Regions from separate parts of the Mus musculus genome. Here region 2 is linked to region 1. Evidence: chromatin contacts called from public HiChIP or PLAC-seq data. All regions are on one chromosome and are shown on one strand. The core of a region is the stretch at or near the end of the contact, and the rest is flanking DNA. Distances in the headings are between cores, read along the strand shown. Region 1 has its middle 83 kb from the start of Thbs2. Region 2 overlaps Wdr27 (WD repeat domain 27).

What was found. HiChIP or PLAC-seq counts read pairs in DNA pulled down with a chosen protein or histone mark.
Region 2: a CTCF HiChIP or PLAC-seq map of the NIH/3T3 cell line shows a contact between it and region 1, with 11 read pairs. The contact joins two enhancer-like sites. A contact is called at or near these places in 1 of 15 datasets of contacts at CTCF or cohesin (the NIH/3T3 cell line) and 1 of 484 Hi-C or Micro-C datasets (cranial neural crest).

Annotation. Positions count from the first base shown.
Region 1 is chr17:14,608,635-14,614,824 of GRCm38.p6, reverse strand. No RefSeq gene overlaps it. Among named protein-coding and RNA genes, the nearest start is that of Thbs2, 83 kb to the left of the region's middle. Within about 2 kb of position 3,819, at least 34 of the 459 cell types and tissues checked have an H3K27ac peak or open chromatin away from gene starts, as enhancers often do. A contact at or near this core is called in the NIH/3T3 cell line, where this site is marked.
Region 2 is chr17:14,878,599-14,884,624 of GRCm38.p6, reverse strand. Wdr27 (WD repeat domain 27) reads left to right here. Exons shown (of 25, transcript NM_175173.3): 22 at 910-1,007. Among named protein-coding and RNA genes, the nearest start is that of Wdr27, 62 kb to the left of the region's middle. Within about 2 kb of position 2,069, at least 7 of the 459 cell types and tissues checked have an H3K27ac peak or open chromatin away from gene starts, as enhancers often do. A contact at or near this core is called in the NIH/3T3 cell line, where this site is marked.

The DNA of each region.
Region 1 (6,190 bases), core at 2,570-5,069:
AGAGGTAACCTATAATCACTACTTTATTAAACCAGCATAATCCCTAGGTATATTTAATATTTGTCTTTATAGCCACAGATGATTATAGTTCTACATCAAGGAAACACCCCTTTCAACAGAGACCATTATAGGAAATCATATGCAGTCAAAATGCAGAGTTGTGAATCCCAGTCCTGAAGTATACATCTACAGCACACTCCTGCACCAAGACCCAGGGATCATGGTGGAGAGAGGCAGAGGAACAGTAAGTGCACTGTATATTATGTCTCCTGGGAAGGTCAGAAGCTAGACACATAACATCTTACCAACATGACTGTCGAACCATGAGCTGAACAGGGACAACAGACAGGCTAATGTGGATGGGAGTGGGAAAGACAAGTCAACCCTACAGAAAGAGTACAGATAGCTAAGGAATGCTGACAGTGGGAGAATTAGCTTTCCCCAGGGAAGAGCACACTACTTGGTTATCCAATACCAAAGGGACAGCCCTGAAAACTTACATACAAGTAACTTTATACAGACTGAAAAGGACATATATGTATGTATATAAATATGTGCATGTATATATAACACATATGTATATGCATGTAATGCAATTAATTAAAAAGATGCCATAAATGTAAAAGGAAGCAAGTAGACATATATGGGAGGGTTTGGAGGGAGGAAGGCAAAGGAGAGATGATGGAATTATATTATAATCTTAAAAATGAAAGACATTTTAAATGTATAATTTAATAAGAAAACGTCAAGTTAAAAAACTGGCAAACACACCATATCAGAGAGACAAAAGGCCAAGCATGGAGGCTGTATAATGCTCATGGATTAAACTATAGATTTAGCATAATGATCCTCAATAATACAATCAATTTTTCTTTCTCTGCTCAAGTGGATGAAGTAATTGTAAGGTGCGTATGGAAGGTCAGAGGTTGCAGTCTGGCTATGGTGATCCTGGACAGGCAGGGGAGCAACAAGACCTGTTCTTCTTGTGATCGCCAAGAGCTGCTGTGCAGAGGCAGCTATGACTCGGGAGCCAACACATAGGCAGACAGGTGAGGGGCGAGACAGGCAAAGGCAGGTGGATCTGAACATGGGCCTAAGGCAAAGCTCTGCTCATGTGTCTACACAGGGAAATTTGAAGGGACTTGTTCTTCAAATCATATCCTAAAAACAATTTTGGGTGGATTGTCTCCAAGGGACACTAAGCACAGTGGCAATGTCACTTTGAATGAAGTTGTCACTGTTGCCCAGGAGATGCCACCAGCCTTTGTCCAAAGAACCTTCTGGAACAATTAAGGAACTCCTGGGTACTGCAGTCTGTATGGTGGCCATTCTCACAACACCATCGATGGCATCAGCACTGCTGCAGTGAGATGTCATCTGTTTAAGAAGCAACAGGAGAAAATGTTTTAATATAAGGTCATCTGACAGTCAAAAATGTATTAATTTTATATTTCATATGTATGGATGTTTTGCCTATGTACCACATGGATGCAGGGTTTCTTTAAGTAAATATCAAAATAAAACTCAAAAATAGAAGATGTGATATAAAATCTTTAGAAGACGAAACATCGTTTTCACCAACTAAGATAGGCAAATCTTTATTCAGAGATACAGTCTCAATTCTAAGTATAAAGAAATTCCAAGAGGATTATCTCAAAATTAATCTGAATTGAGGTCATTTCCTTAATGTGATGATGAGCATACTTGATACACACACATATGTATGATAAATGGGACCAGATCTCATTCTAATGTACATGATCTCACTTCACACCTTTAACATACATGATCTCACTTCACACCTACCCTTCAGGGAAGTGTCATCTCACATGACAGACTACATGAAGCCACAGTTCAGCAGTGGAGTTGATGGAAACTCTTCACACTGTGGTAAACTTGGTACTGCTGTACATAAAAAAAAAAAAACTGCTATAACTCAATTATAAAAATGAGTACAGCCTCATCTTTAGACTTCACTCCAAGGACCTGTCTTTAGCACCACAAGTAATTTATGTAAAGAATGTGTTTGGAAGAGAAACTGGTCAGTGGGTGGAGATGACAGGATAAAGCAGAGGCCAAAGCAGGGGAAGCTGGTGTTTCAGGTGATGTCTGTGGATAAGCCCTGGAGGAGTCTTTGCTCACTGCGTTCTACGCCGCTCTCTGCCTCGGAATGCCTTCTGAGGCAGTGTGCAGCTCCAGAACTCGGCGGCAAACAGACCGGAAACAAGTGCTCTAAAATAAGTTAGTGTTCAATGAGGTAGACTGGGCCCAGCAGGAACCTGAGGTCTCAGTGAGTTTAGGTGTGTGATTGGAGATCAGCATCAAGTTAGATGCACTAAGTGTCTGGCAGGATGCTCCCACAAAGGAAATAAAGGCAGAGAGAGTTCAAGTCTGATTAAATTCTATTCTAATGGAGAACAGAGATAAGAGACCAGGTGTCCCAGGCTGTAGTGTTTTGGGGGTGCCTTTAGAATGTCATCCGTTCTGGTAGGAACAAGAACGCACAGAAGTTCTTCTCATGGGACTTGTGGTCGGTCAACTCTGGTAGTGCAGATGGAGTTTGGAGAAGCATAATTCAATTCTGCATACACTGCTCTTTGCTACCTTAAAATCAAAACATCTCCATTCCTGCTAGACATGTAAGCTTGGTGATGGTGGTTTTATTTGTTATAGCTCTAGACTGGGAAAACATCGTATTTCAATCAACTTTTGTATGGGTCAGTAAGCTAGGGTGTCTTTTTAAAATTATATTGACTTACAGGAAAGCCATGTGAAGCTTGGATGCATGCCATTAGCATCAAGCTGAGTGTAGGACTCTGTAGAATGGGACAGATGCCATGTGACACCTGTGTCTATAGTTTAAGGCACTCAGATGGGAGACATCCTTTCTAGATAAGGGGGAGGGCCTGTGATTAAAAGGGTAATGGATAACACTGGGGTGTGGATAGCTCTGTTTCTGATTACCACCTACATATCTTCCAAGGGTGAGCTACTCATGAAATGCTGACAGACGCTTCACGTGTAGTTCAGTTTTACAACATTTGATACTGTTGTCTCTTAGTGTAGGTTAAAGGATCAGAGACCCAAGTAGGCACACAGTTTTTATTTTTATTTTTTTAAGGATTTATTTATTTTATTTATGTGAGTACACAGTAGCTGTCAGACACACCGGAAGAGGGCACTGGATCCCAGATGGTTGTGAGCCACCATATAGTTGCTGAAAATTGAACTCAAGACCTTTGGAAGAGCAGTCAGTGCTCTTAACTGCTGAGCCATCTTTCTAGCACACAGTTTTTATATATTAAAATCTATTAATCAATATTTGGAGCTCACAAAAAATGGGGCCCTTAACTTTCCATCCTGGCTGGTGATACAGTGTGTTGTAAGTCTCAGAAGTGATTAAGAGCCTGTGCTCTTAGAGGGCAGATACTCTGAGGTCACATTGACTTGGGTTGGTAAGCTCATCTTTATTTCTACCATATTGCTAAAGATGTCATGAACCACTGTGCAATATCTCATTTGAGAATGGTGGAAGTGCGTGTTGACACCATGTTTTGCAGAGTGGTGTCTGAGTGGATTTGTGGTCTCCTCAGATCAAATTCCTTTCCTCAGGATGTGTTGCCTAGATTGTTCCTGACAGACCTTATCTGTGTATCATGGAATGTAATGAAGTCTGCGTGGCTACACCAAGTCAAAAAACTAATGGCTGCCCCAGCCACCACATCCTAGCCACATGAGGCTGTAAAACATGATGGTAAGATGGGTTTGGACTCAGATGGTAGCCAGGTTGACTCACCATTCACATCTCACCACACAGTGACCTCAGCCTGACTCACAGCAGGCCCAAATGCTCTCCAAATTCCTCCAGGGCTGTCCAGGGCCCTATGCATTTGAACCTTGCTAGCAGGCCCTTCTCCACCAGCAGAGGCAAGCGCCCAGGACTTGTTTCTTTTAAGGTACTCCAGTTTGGCACATGCTAACCCTCAGAGAAATTGCTCAGAACATGACCCGAGCTCTCCACTTCTTTCTCCCAGAAAACACGTGTGCATCTGACATTTGGTTTTTATTATGCTGAGAGTACAAGGAGCATCGGAGTTTTATTCAAGGCACATGACATGATTGGATGTATATATCCTGAGATGCCCACACTGCAGTCAATGTTGCTAAACTTGTGGAATGCTGTGCATGAAGTGGGAATAAATGTGTTTGAGTGTACGTGATATATCTGTGGTGTCTGTTTTATGTGTGGTCTATGAGTGTATTGTGATCTCTGTGTGTGTGTGTGTGTTTGTATGTATATGTTTGTGTGTGTGTTATATATGGAGTATGGGCATTGATTTTGTGTGTCATTTATGTGTATTGTGTGAGGCCTGTAAGTGAAGAGAGTGTATGTATTGTATTGTGTATGCTATACTGTGTCATGTTTGTGGATTGGGTAGAATATATGTGGTGTATATGTAGTGTGTATATCTGTTGTGTAGTTTGTGTGGTACATGTGTGTAGTGTGTGATATATGTGGTGCTTGTGTATTGAACATAGGGGGTGTGTGCATATGATATTTATGGGGTATGTGTGCATGGACAGTATCTGTAATGTGTGTATAATGTAGGGTTTGTGTGTGTGTGTGTGTGTATGTGTGCGCATCTGTGTGTATATATACCTTAAAGTTTCTTTTATACAAGTTCCCAGTGCAGTGCTAAAGACTGGCAGGTGTGGGAGCTAAGTTAAAGGATCTTGAGCCCCAGTTACTCATAGTCCAGGGACCCAGTGCACAAAATAGGGCCACCATGATCGTTATGTGACTTACTGAGACAGTAGCAACTACTCAGAAAACTCTGGAAGGATGACAGTGGCCTTGTCCCTGTAGCAATGTCCCTGTCTTAAGCTTCAGTGAAGCCAAGACATGGATAGACAGGCCTGGCTCTGTATTTTGGCTAGTCAGGACAGAAACAGCCTTTAATGAGAAGGCTTCAATCTACTGAATAAGGCAAAATACACATTATTTTAAAAATAATAGTAAAATAATTATAGTGATATTAATAATAACTATAGAAAGCATTGGTCTTTCTAAGGATTTGTTGTGAATCAGACTGTTTTAATGGACTTGTAGAGTTACATGAGCTCTGCTGGGGAGAAATCCCACAGGTATACCTCATGACTCAAAAGAGAAGAAAGAAAGAGAGATAAAAAGGCAAGGCATTTGGTGTCACTTCAACCTGGCTCTCACTGAAGTGAGATACTCCATTCCAACACTCTTGTATGGATATTTAATGAAATTAACTGGTCAGGTTTCATGGTATACACATATTATAACACATACATACTCAGTTAAACTGATCATTGGGAGATATGAATATAGAAGAAACATATATTGAGTATAATTGAATAATGTGAACTAGCTCCCTTGTTTAGATGAGCCTAAACCCTAGGAGCCCTGAGCTTTATATTCTCTTCAGTGGCATATAATTGGGTCAGTTAAAAATACACAAGAAACGATACTAATTCATTTCATAGGTGCCTACAATTGAATGAAGTTATTGAAAAAGCAGGCATGGGAATTAAACAAACCCTGTTACAAATATCACCTGCTCCTTCCCTTATGCATTCCAGACTCAGATATCACAGCCCTAAACCAGTCCTAAACCATCCCTTCACATACCAGCACCAGTGCACAGGGATACCCAACTGAATGGCACACTCATATACACTGTTAGCACAAAAATCATGTTACTGACTCAGAAAGTGAAAACCACAATGGAAACTCAGGAGGCAGAAGAGACAACTATGACCTTTGTGTGAAGTTGGAAACTAGATTTCCCTAGGGGAATAGAAATCCGATGAGGACATATCCGGGAGAGACTGCAGTGGGATACCGAGCTACAGAGCTGACAGAGCCTGGAAGGATAGAGGTAGCTCAGGAGGAGCGAGGCTGAGCTTCTCTGCTTCTCCAGGCCTCATGGCCAGTGTGTTTTATACAAGTAAGTCTCTCCGTAGATGAGCATCGCCTAACTTAAACAACAGAGCCGCAAATGTAGAAAGCTGTGAGGTGAGGAGTGGACAAGCTTGACAAGAAGGTTTGGAAAAGTCAAGTAGAATCCTATTTTGAAAGAGTGTGGTAAGGGGGCTAAAGTTTGGGAAGTATGGACGTAAAAGTATGACTTCTTAAGACTGTGTGTCCAGCCAAGAATAA
Region 2 (6,026 bases), core at 820-3,319, 270 kb before region 1:
GAGACCACCAGAGTCATCAAATATCAACGCCCAGACTTGCTGAGTCTTTACTCCTAGTGACTTGCCGAGTCCTGTGGTACATAGTCATGTGTTTGATTGCCAAGGTGCAGCTCGGTGTTCTTGACATATGACAACTGCAAGTGGCTCAGTGCTCTTCGTGCCATGGGTGGCATCCAGATAATTTATTGAATAAAGATTATGATCAATATGTGCTGTTTTGCAAACATGTTGGTGAGAAAACATGCTGGTGTACAGACATGCTGGTGTGTAAACATGCTGGTGTGCAAATTTACTGGTGTGTAAATATGATGGTGTGCAAATATCTTAGTCTTTTATCTGTTGCTGTTTTCTAGTTCTGTGGTTCTCAGTGGCATTGAGTGTGGTAAGCACGCAGTCGATATTAAGGTTAGAGTGTTCTTGCTTAGTTACCCTGCTAGCTGGCGTTGTTCAGCCTGGGGTTGTATTCTGAGAATCACATCATTAGTCACAGAGCACAGTTACGTAGGCTGAGATACTTGACATCAACCTTGTTGCACGTGCACTCTGTTATCTACATAGGTGGTTGTGCTATTCATGGCTACATGGAAGGTTTAAGTCCTACTCTAAAGCTATCAATTTAAGAAAGGTTATGTTGACTTCTGGGTTTAGATTCCAGTATTGTTAGGTGTCAGTAGTCTTTACAAGTTTATCTTAGGGTCTGGGAGATGGCTTACCAGGTAAAGGTGCTTGAGGTTAAGCCTGAGGAAGATGTGAGTCTGATCCCAAGGCCCTGCATGGTGGAGAAAGAGAACCAACTCCTGCCAGGTATCAGAGGGATGACTATACATGCACTGTGGCGTGCGTCCCCTCCCAAATTAAGTAAGATGTTCAGAAAGCTCTTACCTTTTGATTTTCCCTATCTGATTACAGGGATCATCCTTTGTAGCCCAGCATTCCCTGGCATATAATCTTTTCCTGACGGCAGCTGTTGGTGATGGGATTCGACTGTGGGACTTGAGGAACTTGAGGTAAGGCCAGCCTGCATCACGGCACTGCCCTGAGGGAAATTGGAGCTGAGCTGGGGATGCAACCTGACCCTTGTTACAGAGAACACAAGGCTGTGACTAGTCTCTAAGCTCTGGAGAAGACTGCCTCCTATACAGATTTGACGCAGTCACTTTGGGATGGTGGAGCATGGGTGCTAGTCTGTTCTCTGAGGGCCACCACATGCAGCTTCTGAGAGTCAGAGATGTGAGAGGTGGCGATTACACTATAGCTACAGCCATGCCAGACCCGGATGTGGTACTTGCTAAGTTGGAGGTACTCAGTCCTCTTATTAGAGTCCTACACCTCCCCTAAAGCTGTGGGCTCTTTCTCTATATCATTTGGGATTTTATAAAATCGGTTTGAAAAATTTATAATATCCAGAAAATGCTTATTTAACATTTCTCCTACATAAAGGTGAATTCACCCTTAGTTTTGTCATCTGTAGGAATTTATTAATTTTGAAAAAAAAAGAGTTTAAATTATTTTAAAGATCCCTTAACTCTATACCATTTAATAATTCTCAATATGAAGTTTTTTTCAAGGATGTAGTTCAGTGGTAGAGTGTCTAGGATGGAAAAAGTTGTGGGTTTGAGTCTCAGCACATACATAGACATCCAAGAAAGCTTTGGTTTTGTAGATAGTAGCTTGTTGATTTTGTAAAGGGAGATGTGTTGGTATTTTTTAATTTGTCTTAAGCTGTAGCAAGCACTTTCTGCCCAGCTGTTTCTCTGTCCCCTTGCAGGTGTGTGCGCTGCTTTGAGGGGCATCCAAACCGCTCTTACCCTTGTGGAGTTGCTTTTAGTCCTTGTGGAAGGCTCATGGCTTGTGGTGCGGAGGACAGACATGTATGTATGTGTGCCTGCTCTGTAGGGTTTCTAGGTGGTGGTATCAAAAAGACCTTGAGCCCCATTGAGTACTGGGATAAAAATCTGTTTCATGTCTGACAGTATTTGAAGGCAGTTACCCAGCATTAGAAGTCCATAATAGTAAGCTGTGATTGCGAACGGCTCATTTTTACTGAGTCACAATACACTCTCACATGTATCACTCATTTCTCCATGTATTAGTCATCCCAGACATGGGTACATGCTCCATGAACGACTGTAATGTGTGGTGTAGGAGCGACAAGGTGATGGCATCAAGTGTTACACTTCAGTGCAGCTCATGTGTAACAAGGCATTCCCTGTCTCAGAGAACTGCATGCTTCTCCCTGTGTAGTTGCCTCTCTTCCTCTCCACCTTTCCTCTATGCCAGATCCATATCTCCTGCAGATTGGGAACTCAGAGATCTTAGAGTGTCCCAGGACTGTGCAACACATTGCCACATAGCTGGAGGCTAAGCCCACAGAGGAGGCCAGCTCTCTCATGAGACCTCTCATAGTTTCCTTGGCTGGAAACTATGCTGCCCCTCCCTCCTCCTCCACTGTGTGCCTCAAATTGCTTTATCTGAAAGGTCACTTGATGGTCACTTGTCTCCTATAAAGTGTCCTCATAAAGTTCCATATTGAGGGTCACATGAGGCACCAAGATGGTGGTACCTAAGCAAGAACCTGGGTCTGAGCTGAGGGATGCTTATGAGGTACTGGTGCAGGGTAGTGCAGGTGCCAGCATTCCTGGTTCTAACCCAGCCCCTAACATAGTCTCCAAAACATGCTCAGGCTCCCATGGGAGAAGAAAGAGACTACTGTCAGCAAGCAGGACAGAACATCAGGATGGCAAGATACGTGCATTTCTTCTTGAGGAGATGCAAATTAAGATCAATGATCACTGAAATCATGGAGAAAAAAAAAAAAGAACAGCTTAGAAAAGACACAACATAAGTAAAGGCACTTTATCCACCATTCATTAGTGTCTCTGGAATACAGCCAAACTAGTTTCAAAACAATGGCAAACTTTACTAGGAAGCTTTGAAGACTTATGCATCATTGACTATACTTTTGTTTGAGGTTACCATCATTTCTTACAAGCCCTTTGTGATTGACACTTTGCATTCAAGTAACATAAGCAAAGAAAAGTGTTTTTCTGAGACGGTCCCTGGTTGACTTCCTATGTGGTGTTTTATATCCTAGCGCTGTGGCTTTTTACAGAAACGAGTGTTTGGCAGTTAAGCAGCACAGGATCCCACTGTCACAGAAAGGAAGGGATCCAGCGCATTGGTTGTTCTTTTATCACGTTAGAATGGAGTGATGGTCATTGTTCTGCTTTTCAGACAGCATTTAGAGCAGCAATGCTAAACCTGTAGGCTGAAAGATATCTTGCATATCAGGTATTTGTGTTACAGTTCATAACTAGCAAAATTACAGTTATGAAGTAGTAACAAAATAATTTGTGGTTAAGGGGTCACTACAATATGAGGAACCATATTAAAGGGTCATAGCATTAGGAAGGTTGAGAATCAACCTTCAAATCAGTGGATTTGTAGTCTTTTATTATGTATATCTGTATGTTCTATATGAAAAAACATATGCAAAAACCGTGCCTGAAGATTAACAAAAGAATCACTGGAGGTTTAAGTGAGAAGAATGGACTTTTTTTTTTTTTTCAATAAGGACAAGAGCATTGGCCAAAGAGTAAAAAGTAACTCTGTATTTCTTTCTTTTCTTTTTTTTTTGATTTATTATTATATCTAATTACACTGTATCTGTCTTCAGACACACCAGAAGAGGGCATTAGATCTCATTACAGATGGTTGTGAGCCACCATGTGGTTGCTGGGATTTGAATTCAGGACCTTCGGAAGAGCGGTTGGTGCTCTTACCCGCTGAGCCATCTCTGTATACAGCCCCAACTCTGTATTTCTTTCACCTGGTATATAGCAGATACTCAGTAATACATAAATGTAAAGCAAGTATATATCTTTTTACTTGTAAATTGTCCTCACTGAACAATTTAAACATTTACCACATCTGTTTGTGATGTATCCAAAACTACAATGATTCAGTCTCCTCAAGAAGCATAGACATCTAAAGAGAAGAACCCACAGCACCTTCCTGTTTGGAGGATGCTGAGACGTCCTTGAGGTTGTTTAAAATAGGACCTAGCTATATAGCTCAGGTTAATCCTCCTGCCTCAGTCCCCCAGCCGCTTTGTTCTCACAAGATACAAATCAGAAGTGTCCAGAGTCCAGAGGGATGCAACTCACCCTCTGATCATGGTATTCACCCACTCCTGCAGGTCCCATTGTAAAGAACCCCACTTGAATGAGGGACTCATATCCAGCATAGTTTTCCATAGAAAGGAATTCCCTCCATAATCTCTGCCAAAATTCACCCCCCCCAAGAAAAAGTAAATGGAAAGGACTAGTTTTATAGAATGAAAATGGAGAAATATTTCAAGAGTTCCTTTGTAGGAAAGTGGCAGGTTCAGGGAATTTTTAATTGACTCTTAAAGACTAGCAATATTCAATAATATCCATTTCAAATCATAAATATCTAAAGAATGTATTCTGATTATTCTTTTTCAGTGAATGTAATTGATATGAAAAACTTTGTAATCTTTCAGAGAAAAGCTTCATTTAGCTTATGAATATCAATGAATAATTTTGAAGTGAAATAGGAACAAATAGAACCCAACATGTTGATAGCATTGTATCACACCAAGATGGGTTTATGTCAAGAAATGCAAAAAGATCAAATACTAAGAAATCTACTAGTAAAAACTTATGCATTAATAACCAACATTAAAAATAGAATTATTTAAGCATCTCTATAGATGCAGAAATGTCATTTTAGTGGAATCGTATATTTATTCATAAATCCTCCAGTAGAATCAAATCTATTAATATTCTCTTAAAATGACAAAATGTTTATCTTAGCTTAAAACTAGCATGTTCCTAAGGAAAAACAGAGGTAGTGCCTGGATAGGAGTGTTAAAGGCTGTCACTGTTTAGCAGGGTGTCAGAGGCACTTGCCTGTTCTTTTAGACAAGGAAACTCATGGATGCCATTATGAAAAGGCACAGTGAATTCATCTTTATTTGTAGAAGAAAAATTGTTTATCTAGAAAATCCAGAAGAAGTAATGACTATTATGAACAAGAAAGAAAAGGAAGTATTAACTTGAAGAAAAGTTTATTTTGCTCCACAGTAGACTTAAAGAAACTTGGTCTTAGATAGAAAGATTCTGAACTCTAACAAACCAATAGTCATCTGGTTTGACTGATCAGTTACTTGTGAAAAGCATTTAGGTGGGAGAGCTTGTCCCAACCATTATGGTGACACTAGGGAGCCTTTAAGAGTAAATCAGAGGATTGTTTCCAAATAAAAGAGTGAACAGATTTTCCACATCCCACATGGACAGTATTAAAAGAACGCCATTCCAACGGTCTTATTCAACATCATACTCTGGTCTCTGGATGCTATCCCAGCTCACAGACACCAAATAACTCTGGTAAACAGGTGGGTCAGCTCTGTATCAGATGTGAGGAGAGCCAGGGATACAGGAGCCAAATGATAGGAAAAAGTATGAGGGTGTTATGGACACACAGGACACACAGTTCTTGTTCATAGAAAGAACAAGAACAAGGCCATGAAAGAAGCCATATGATGAGGCTATCGGAGAGAAGCAGAGGGTATCATAGTCCCTATGGTCACATAGGGAAGTCATAATAGAGAAGCAGGAAGCTAGGCTGGGCATATAAGCCATTGAGACAGCATCAAGGGCTGGAGAGATGGCTCAGTGGTTAAGAATACTGACTGCTTTTCCAGAGGTCCTGAGTTCAATTCCCAGCAACCTCATGGTGGCTCACAACCATTTGTAATGGGATCTGATGCCCTCTTCTGGCGTGTCTGAAGATAGCAACAACATACTCATAAATAAATCTTAGAAAAAAGAGACACCATCAAAGTACACTGGCCAGGGGAGAAGTAGGTAGGGGTCAAAGAAAGAACTACAGCTGATTTTTAAGACACATTGCTTAAAAAAAATCTGTATGCCTAAGATAATAGCTAGAACCATAAAACTAATAGCCAAAGACAAAAATAGAACCAGCACACTAAACCAGGT